3 separate regions of the Zea mays genome follow, and all the other regions are linked to region 1. The links are chromatin contacts, called in public Hi-C maps. All regions are on one chromosome and are shown on one strand. Each heading gives the region's core, a stretch centred on a gene start, on an enhancer-like site or on the middle of the called end of the contact. The rest is flanking DNA. Distances are from core to core; before and after follow the strand shown.

What was found. A called contact is a pair of places that touch in the nucleus more often than the background predicts.
Region 2: a Hi-C map of ear shows a contact between it and region 1, with 3 times the contacts expected there. The contact joins the promoter of LOC100191742 here to the promoter of LOC100281641 in region 1. A contact is called at or near these places in 2 of 25 Hi-C or Micro-C datasets (ear and tassel).
Region 3: a Hi-C map of ear shows a contact between it and region 1, with 2.9 times the contacts expected there. The contact joins the promoter of LOC100274519 here to the promoter of LOC100281641 in region 1. A contact is called at or near these places in 4 of 25 Hi-C or Micro-C datasets (ear, leaf, root tip and 1 more).

Annotation. Positions count from the first base shown.
Region 1 is chr1:244,046,298-244,049,002 of Zm-B73-REFERENCE-NAM-5.0, forward strand. LOC100281641 (50S ribosomal protein L28, chloroplastic-like) reads left to right here and starts at 1,342. Exons shown (of 2, transcript NM_001154560.2): 1 at 1,342-1,563; 2 at 1,778-2,261. The coding sequence starts at 1,371. The coding sequence ends at 2,010.
Region 2 is chr1:244,238,764-244,241,468 of Zm-B73-REFERENCE-NAM-5.0, forward strand. LOC100191742 reads right to left here and starts at 1,350. Exons shown (of 1, transcript NM_001137170.1): 1 at 1-1,350. The coding sequence starts at 1,296.
Region 3 is chr1:244,189,676-244,192,380 of Zm-B73-REFERENCE-NAM-5.0, forward strand. LOC100274519 (Cation/calcium exchanger 2) reads right to left here and starts at 1,370. Exons shown (of 1, transcript NM_001148876.1): 1 at 1-1,370. The coding sequence starts at 1,356.

The sequences.
Region 1 (2,705 bases), core at 92-2,591:
GGATACAATGACCCACCAACCCTTCATCACTCTAGTAATGCCACATGCAATCATCAAACAAAAGACAATGGTCCAACGACTTCGCAATATCATGGTATGCAATGTGTTGACCCCTCTATTCACATCTAATTCACTTTCTGAATGGGGTTTGATCCACATGATTCTTTGGCCTACATAGTGCTAAGATTGACAAGTGTGAACTGCACCTAAACCATTAGACTCGTCAAGGTCAAGTTACTAACTCATACCCTGATTATAGTATGCCAAAAGTAAAAATAAAGCTCTAAACTACTCAAAGTGTCTCTTAACTCGAATTGATACTTAGAACTAGTCTGTCATTATCCTTGTCATCCATCCTATGAAATCCGAATGAATTTCATCAATAGGGGATTGCCCAAATAATCACCATTATCCCGACCTAACTTAAGTCACCTCTGCAAAATAGACGTGTGGCATAATAATAGTGTAGTCATTAATCACCAAAACCTAACTAGATCAAAATAATCCAATTAGTGATTCTTGTATCCGATGGCACAAGCCCTTCATGAGAATGCTTCACCTCGGTGCAAGCTTTCTGAGATGCCATCGCCACTTTGAACTACATCATGGGTTTGAGGCCCAAATCTAACAAATAGTTTGTTGGTGGTTTTAAGATCCAAACCACCAAACCCAGTTCGAGAAGCATACATGCTATGCCACTCTCATGGTCTCGACACTTGTCACCACTTGTCCTCGACCACCTAATCACCAAGGTCTTCATGCCATTGCTTGACTTGGTCAACCATTGCCTTGACATGGTCAACACGGTCTACTCCTCCACATGCACACTTGGTTGATAATGTCTCTACTTCACATGCATACTTAGTTGATTATATCTCCAAGTATTAGCCACCCATGATTAGTCTTTCAGCCCTGAGTTTATTAGTTCAAGCCTCACATCTGTCCTTCATCGCGTCAATCTACATAGTCGTCAACTTTTTTTTGGTTAGTCTTTAATTCAACCAAAGCTTGATCATATTTTAACAATCACTTATAATTAATACGCACATGGACACTCTCAACTATGTCATCACATTTTATATAAATAGAAATAACGAGTTAAAAGAAATATTTCACTTTTTAATATTAACGTATAGAATATATATATATATATATATATATATATATATATATATATATATATATATAAGAGAAAATTATGTCTTGTAGTTCCCCTCGGCCCATAATCACTGGAGACGGAGGGCCAAATGGGCCGGATCGAAAGGAAGTCGTTGAAGGTTCGACAGGCCTGCTCCCAAGCGTCCCTCCCTCTTCTTATCCCTCTTGCTTATCCAACGAACCATTCCGTTCCTTCCGTCCATCCATCCGCCATGGCGACCGCCACGCTACTGAGCTCCTCCTTCGCCATGCCCGCCGCCGCCCGTAGGGCCTCCTCCCCTTCCTCCGCCTCATTGAGCTTCGCCAAGTCGCAGCTCGCCGGCCTCTCCCTCTCCGCCGGCGTTGCAACTCCAACCGCCGTCGCCCTCCTCCCCAAGAGGCAGCAGCTCCAGCCCATTGTCGCGCGTAAGTCTTCGATTTGCCTTTGCTTTCTACGAGCGCGCATTCAGCTTTCGTGGTTGCTCCGCTCTTATCTGAATCTTCAGTTGGTCTCGGCTGTTCCATTCTTCTTCTCCGCTTCTGCTAGTAATTGATTCAGCCAATCTTCAGAGCACTTAAGATAGATTCCCATCCGACTGATTGACGAGATGATGATGGAGTGTGATGTGTGTCTGTTCAGGGCGTGTGTGCCCGTTCACGGACAAGAAGACGAACCGGGCGAACAAGGTGTCGTTTTCCAACCACAAGACGAAGAAGCAGCAGTTCGTGAACCTGCAGTACAAGAAGCTGTGGTGGGAGGCCGGCAAGCGCTTCGTCAAGCTGCGCCTTTCCACCAAGGCCCTCAAGACCATCGAGAAGCACGGCCTCGACGCCGTCGCGCGCAAGGCCGGCATCGACCTCAACAAGAAGTGAGCCCATCCGATGAGCAGCCAAACTAGTGTGGGGTGGCACTAGCTTAGCATTCACATTCACGGGGTCGTCTCGTCTGTCTGTCTGCCTGCCTACCTCCTGCTGTTCTTTCGCAATCAAATCATATCATTATATTTCCTCCCCGTTTTGATTTGTGTACCATACCAATCAGTGTAGGCAGATCGAGGTTGCACATATACGTTTTTGGTCTCGTGTTGGGTCCTCCTCTGAATCGATCGTGTCTCCATTTCACAGTCGTGATCAATGCCAGAAAGTTAAGTAACCTGGTCGGCTGATCCTCCCTCTCACGAATTCGCTGCTGATGAAGTATAGATTCAATTGAAATTTAAACGAATTGTTCCTGCCCAAGAGAAGAGATTGTGTTCTGGCACGTGCTTGGAGTCTGCACCTTACCTTCCATTCCACCATGCATCATATTGTCAAGGGCGTTAAGCCCTCAAGCAGCTAAACCGCGGCTACGTAACTCGTATCCGGCGTCCATCTTCTACAGCGAGGTATTCCTCCACCGTAGGCTTGGAGAGTATAGAGAGATGGGAGATTAAGGTGATATATTTCTTCTTTTCTTCATTGCCTCATGGTTCCATATAAATAGGCCACTGGCCCGACCAACTAGATAACTTCTAATTTAGAAAATGACTTATTTGGAAACCAACTCCCCTACAATTAAGGCCTATCAA
Region 2 (2,705 bases), core at 100-2,599, 190 kb after region 1:
CTTGAAGCATGAGTCAACAAGGTAAGTGTAGGTGTACACATCTGGAAGTACTGACTTCTTCTCCATCTCCTCAAAGAGCTTTTTTGCCTCAGCTAGCATCCCATTCTCACAGAGTTTGCCAATGATGTTGTTGAAGCAACCAACGTCCATTTGGACATTCTTCCTGGGCTGGCGGTGGAAGACCTCAATCGCCTCCTGAAACTTGCCCTCCCTGAAGCACTGGTTAACCATGACATTGTAGGACTCTGCGTTGATGCCGATGAAGCTTGGCGGGGTGTGGTTGTCAATCATGGTCTCCCATAGGTCGTTGGCCTCCTTGTGCTTGCCGTGCTTGAAGAGTGTCTCGAGCAGCACGTTGCAGGTGGCCGGCGTCATCTTGAAGCCCCGATCAAGAAGGGACTGGTAGTTGTCCATGGCCTCCTTGTCCTTGCCCTGCCTCCAGTAGCCCTCCATGAACGTGGTGTGTACAACACCGTCATAGACAAGGCACCTCTCTGCGAGCTCGTTGAAGAGCTCGAAGGCCCTGTCCCAGTCGTTGAGGTCGATGTAGCCAGCGATGAGGTTGTTGTAGACGAGTGAGTCGGCGCCAGCGCTGCGGCTGAGCATCTCGCGGAGGAGGTCAAGGGCGTCACCGATGCGGCCAGCAGCGACGAGACCCTTGGTGAGGTGGCGGAAGGTGACGGCAGAGGGGGAGAAGGGCGCAGACGCGAGCATGTCTTGGTAGACCTGCAGCGCGGTGTCGACGCGGTCGGCCTCGCAGTGTGCGAGGATGAGGGTGTTGTAGGAGACGATGTTGGGGACGATATTAGAGCGGCGGAAGAAGAAATCAAAGAGGGCGACAGCGTCATCGTGGCGGGCGGCGCGGACCATGGCCGCGGCCACGGCGTTGGAGGTGAAGACGGTGGGCCGGACGCGCGAGGAGACGGCGGCGCGGGCAGCGGCTGAGGCGCCGTCTAGATCACCAGAGCGGATGAGGGACTGGACGCGGTTGTGGAGGCTGAGGCGCGGGCCAGTGAGCGCGGAGGTGGTGTCTGGGAGGCGGGGCGCGTTGGGGTCCCGTGGGGGAGGTGGCCCGCGGCGGAGGGCGTTGATTGGAGGCTCGATGCGGAGACGGCGCTTGCGGCGGCGGCGCTCGGCGGCGGCCTCCTCGGCGGACGAGAAGGCGAAGTGGCGGCGCCCCATGGGGGTGAGCAGCCCCGCGAGGGTGGGTGGTGGTGAGGAGCAGATGGCCGGAACGGGCGAGGGGTGGAGGTGGGAGAGGCGACGGAGGAGCAGGACACGACGGTAGAGCGTCATCTCTCCTTTGGAGGAACGAGCGTTGCGCTGCCTTGGTGGGCGCCGGCGGCGGCGAGGGAAATAATGAAGATGATCAGCTTTGGGAGCGCCCTGCGCTTGCAACAAGCAAGGGCAGCCGGTAAAACCCTCGCTGCCTCACGCTGACGGCTCACGGCCTCACGGGAGCTGGGCCGCATGTGCCAGCAAAACCTCTATGGGCTGTGTCGGCTATTTCTTCGTTACGGCCTACTCCGGAGCCGACCCAAACGACCTGCGCAACGAGACGGCATGCCGATGGATTCTCCTGTCTCGCGTTCTTTCCTTCTTTTCTGTCTCTACCGCTATAAAACACCATTTTGTTTTTGCTATCCACCGTCGTTTCTTTTTACAAAAAAAATATATTTCTTTCTAGTCTAATTCCCGTTCTAAACACATACGTCGTCGTACGTGAGGTGTGAAAAAGTATGTAGGTGTGAAGAAGTATGTAGGGTTGTTTCTCCCGTGTCCTGTTGTTATCCTATAAATAAATCATAAGAAACCACCCAACACGTTTCACATGGCACTGTTGGACGGCAGAAAAGGACGGGTGGACCATCCGGCCCTGGGGTCGGACATCCGTGGTCCGGACAATCCGCACTGATGGTGCGGACAGGCCGCGCACACGTACATCAATTAGGGTTATAAGTTTCTTGCGGGATTTGTTAGTTAAAACCACGGATTTAGCTTGGGATACGGATTGTAACGGGTCAGACTTCCTCTCTCTCTCTATATATATATATCTATATATATATATGGAGGACAACGACCGATTAATCTTCAACAATCGAATCAATCATCAATATATTTCTTGTTTCACCCTGTACATTAGTAGTAGTTCTAATTTAGCCTTAGCTTAGCCCTTCTCCATCCCAAATTCTCCACTTCTCTTCGGCTCTACGTCGATTAGATGTGTCTAGGGTGGCCTGCCGACCCTAAACAAGGCCTAGGACCTCTCTCTAGATGAAGAAAGCACGATTAAGAAAGTCAAGCAACAAGAGCAACAAGAAAATCAAGAGATCACACTCTTTCTAGACTTTTCAAGGCACTAATCACTAATGATCACTAGTCGTAGTGATGGCACTTAGATGAGTTTTGGAGCTCTTGTATTGAAAGAATTAATGGGATGCTTGAATGGATTGAATGGATGTGGTTGAGATTGTATTTATAGCCATCAACCACTTTCTAACTGTTGCCCACTTTCTGCCAACTGCGGACGGTCCGCGCTCCTGGTCCAAACAGTCCGCCACTGCACATCAACTGCTAAAATCACAACGATCAGCAGTAACGGCTATATCAACGGCTATAAGTGCATTAATTGTGTCATCAAATGTCCGATAAAGCAGTTGTGGACGGTCTGGCCGTGCACCCGGGACGGTTCGCGAGGACACTAA
Region 3 (2,705 bases), core at 120-2,619, 140 kb after region 1:
CGAGACCAGCAGCGACAGGACCTCGTTGGCGATCACGTACGCCCACGCCACGCTCATGGCGAACCCGCCGGCGAGCCACGCGCCGAGGAATCGGGTTGGTGGGGCGAAGGGATCCGTGGTGAGGAAGGCAATGAGGCCCAGCGCGAGACCAGCAAGGCCGCCGAGGAGGACGGTAACGAACGGGCCCCCCGTGGCGCGGTGGCTCCAGAGCAAGGACAGGAAGATGGGGGCGAGCGTGGCCGCGGTCACCGCGGCCGTCTTGCTCCACCGCTCTTTGCTCGCGTCCGGAATCGTCAGCCGCCGCGGGAGACTCAGGGGAAGCTCTAGCAGGCGAAGGACGGTCCAGAAGACGCTCTTGTTGCCAGTGGAGCCGTCGTTGCTGTTGCTGTTTGCTTCGCCGGCGTAGTATTGAAGTAGCGGTGCGGTGTCGGGGAGCAGTGGATCTCGGGCTTCCTGGTCGGTGTAGAACTTGGTCTCCGTGACGTTGTGGAGCTCCGAGACGGCAGCGGCGGAGGCGGGGTCATCCACCGCGTGCGCGTCGTGGCGTCTGGTCCAGCGGTCCGGGGTGAAGGCGACGGCGAGGACGTAGACGAGGTAGAGCGAGGCGAACCCGGCGGCGGCCCAGATTGTGACCTGGCCCGCGGCGACGACGACGGCCACGGCGACGAGCGCCAGGAAGAGGAAGGCTGCGTCCCGGAAGAAGCTGGCGCGGTGGACGGCGACCTCCTGGCCGCCGAGGCGGATGGCGATGACCCCGAGCACGGCCGAGGAGACGAACATGGCGCCACCGAGCACGCCGCTGAGCCCCACGGCGGCGGCCGTCCCTCCTCCCTCGCCGCCGTCTCCGGCGAAGAAGGACGCGACGGCGGAGAGCGCGTCGGGCGCACCGTTCCCGAGCGAGAGGAGCGTGGCCCCGGCGATGGCCGGCGGGAGACGGAGCAGGCGCGCGAGGCCCTCGAGGCTGGAGCAGAAGTAGACCGCGGCCGTGTCGGCGAGCAGGTAGAAGAGCACGGCGAGCCACGCCGCCATCGCGGCGTACCCCAGGGCGGGCCGGCGGTCGCCGCCGAGGACGCAGTAGAAGAGGTACAGGTAGTCGACGTGCCCGCCGCCGCGCGGGTAGCGGTACCGGCCGTCAGACCCGGCCGCGATGGCGCGGTATCTCTCGTCGGGGGTCCGCACGCCCGCGCAGGCGCCGTGGCCGCGTCGCTCGTGGGCCACCACCGAGGGGGACGAGAGTTCGGCGGACAGGGCGCGGTGCGGGAGGCGGGAGGAAGCGAGCAGGAGCAGCAGCGCGAAGGCGACGCCGAGGGAGGCACGGAGCGCCGCCGCCGCTGCAGAAGCGGAAGGCTTCGCCATGCATGTTTGTCGCGATCGGCGCGCGGGGGGGATTGGGGAAATTATCTGATCACCCCCGTTGCGTTGGAGCGCGCGCAATGATCCGGATGTTGACAGCACCGACGGCATGGACACGACAGCAGCAGCAGTAGGCCAGGCGATCCAAATCATACTCTGTTCAGCGTATGGATGGAAGGAGAAAGGATGTATGCCACGCCCACGCGGCCACGCGCGCGCCCGTCACGTCCAGAAAACGACCGCGCCTTCTTTCCTACCGGGCGCTTGCTTTCCAATCGGGCAAGTCCAGTGGGTGAGGACTGGGTGAGGACGGAGGGAAGCTGAGGTGACTAGGAGCACGGTGAAAAACGAAAACAGTAATTTTAGGTTGTAGTAAATCGTACCTAAATTACTAAACGGAAATAAAAATAGTTAGTGAAAATATAAATATAAAATCGGTAGAAAAATTCGGTAACGGAAATGGTTTTTGTCTTTTCAGACCGTTTTCGAAAATTACTGTATTTATTCGTTATTTTACAATCGGTAATGAATTCGATAATTTTTCAGAAAAATATTAAATCTGAGATGGTATTTATATATTCATAACAAATTCATCTTAACTTAGATTAGAAAAATATAAAAGTAATTTTATTATTTTCCTAAAATCAAGATATATCTATTGGTATACAGAAAAAAGTAATTTTTATTATTTTTCGAATTACCAATGTTGTTTCCATTTTCGGAGTTATCTTTTTCCATTTTGTTGCCGAGAAAAAATATAAAAACAAAATGGTTTTAATGTCTAGGAAAGATGGCACCATGACTAACATGTGTGTCAGATTTGTTCTAGGGTCGGAGAGAGTGTCGAGTGCAGGTCCGTGATTTTGGGGTCGCCTACTTTGTCGAAGAACCTCAAATCACCTTACCTTCGACTTGATAAAGTATGTTTCAAGTGCTATATGAAGGACAGACGAAGTCGACCTTCGGCCGAAACAGCCTGCAAAGGGCTTCGCTTTGAACACGCATCCGATGAAGTGTGCACTAAAGCCGCCACCCCACCACCCTTGGCGTCAGGAAAAGCTTCGCGCACGAAGCAAGGGAAAGGGAAAGCGTTGAAGACTTGAGCGGCAAGAAAGAAAAAGAAAAAGACAATGGCGCCCCTATGATATTTATAAACCATATTTGTAAAGCTTGTGGGGTATGTATGTAATTTCATACGAAGTTGTACCCTCTCCTATAAATAGGTGAACAGTGTCATGCATAAATTTACCTTTTGGAGGGCGTTAAGCTTCATCTCTTAGCCTTCGAAGTATCTTTGAGCTATTCCATGTGTAAATCCGAAGGTACGCTTGTATATTTATAACATACGAAGA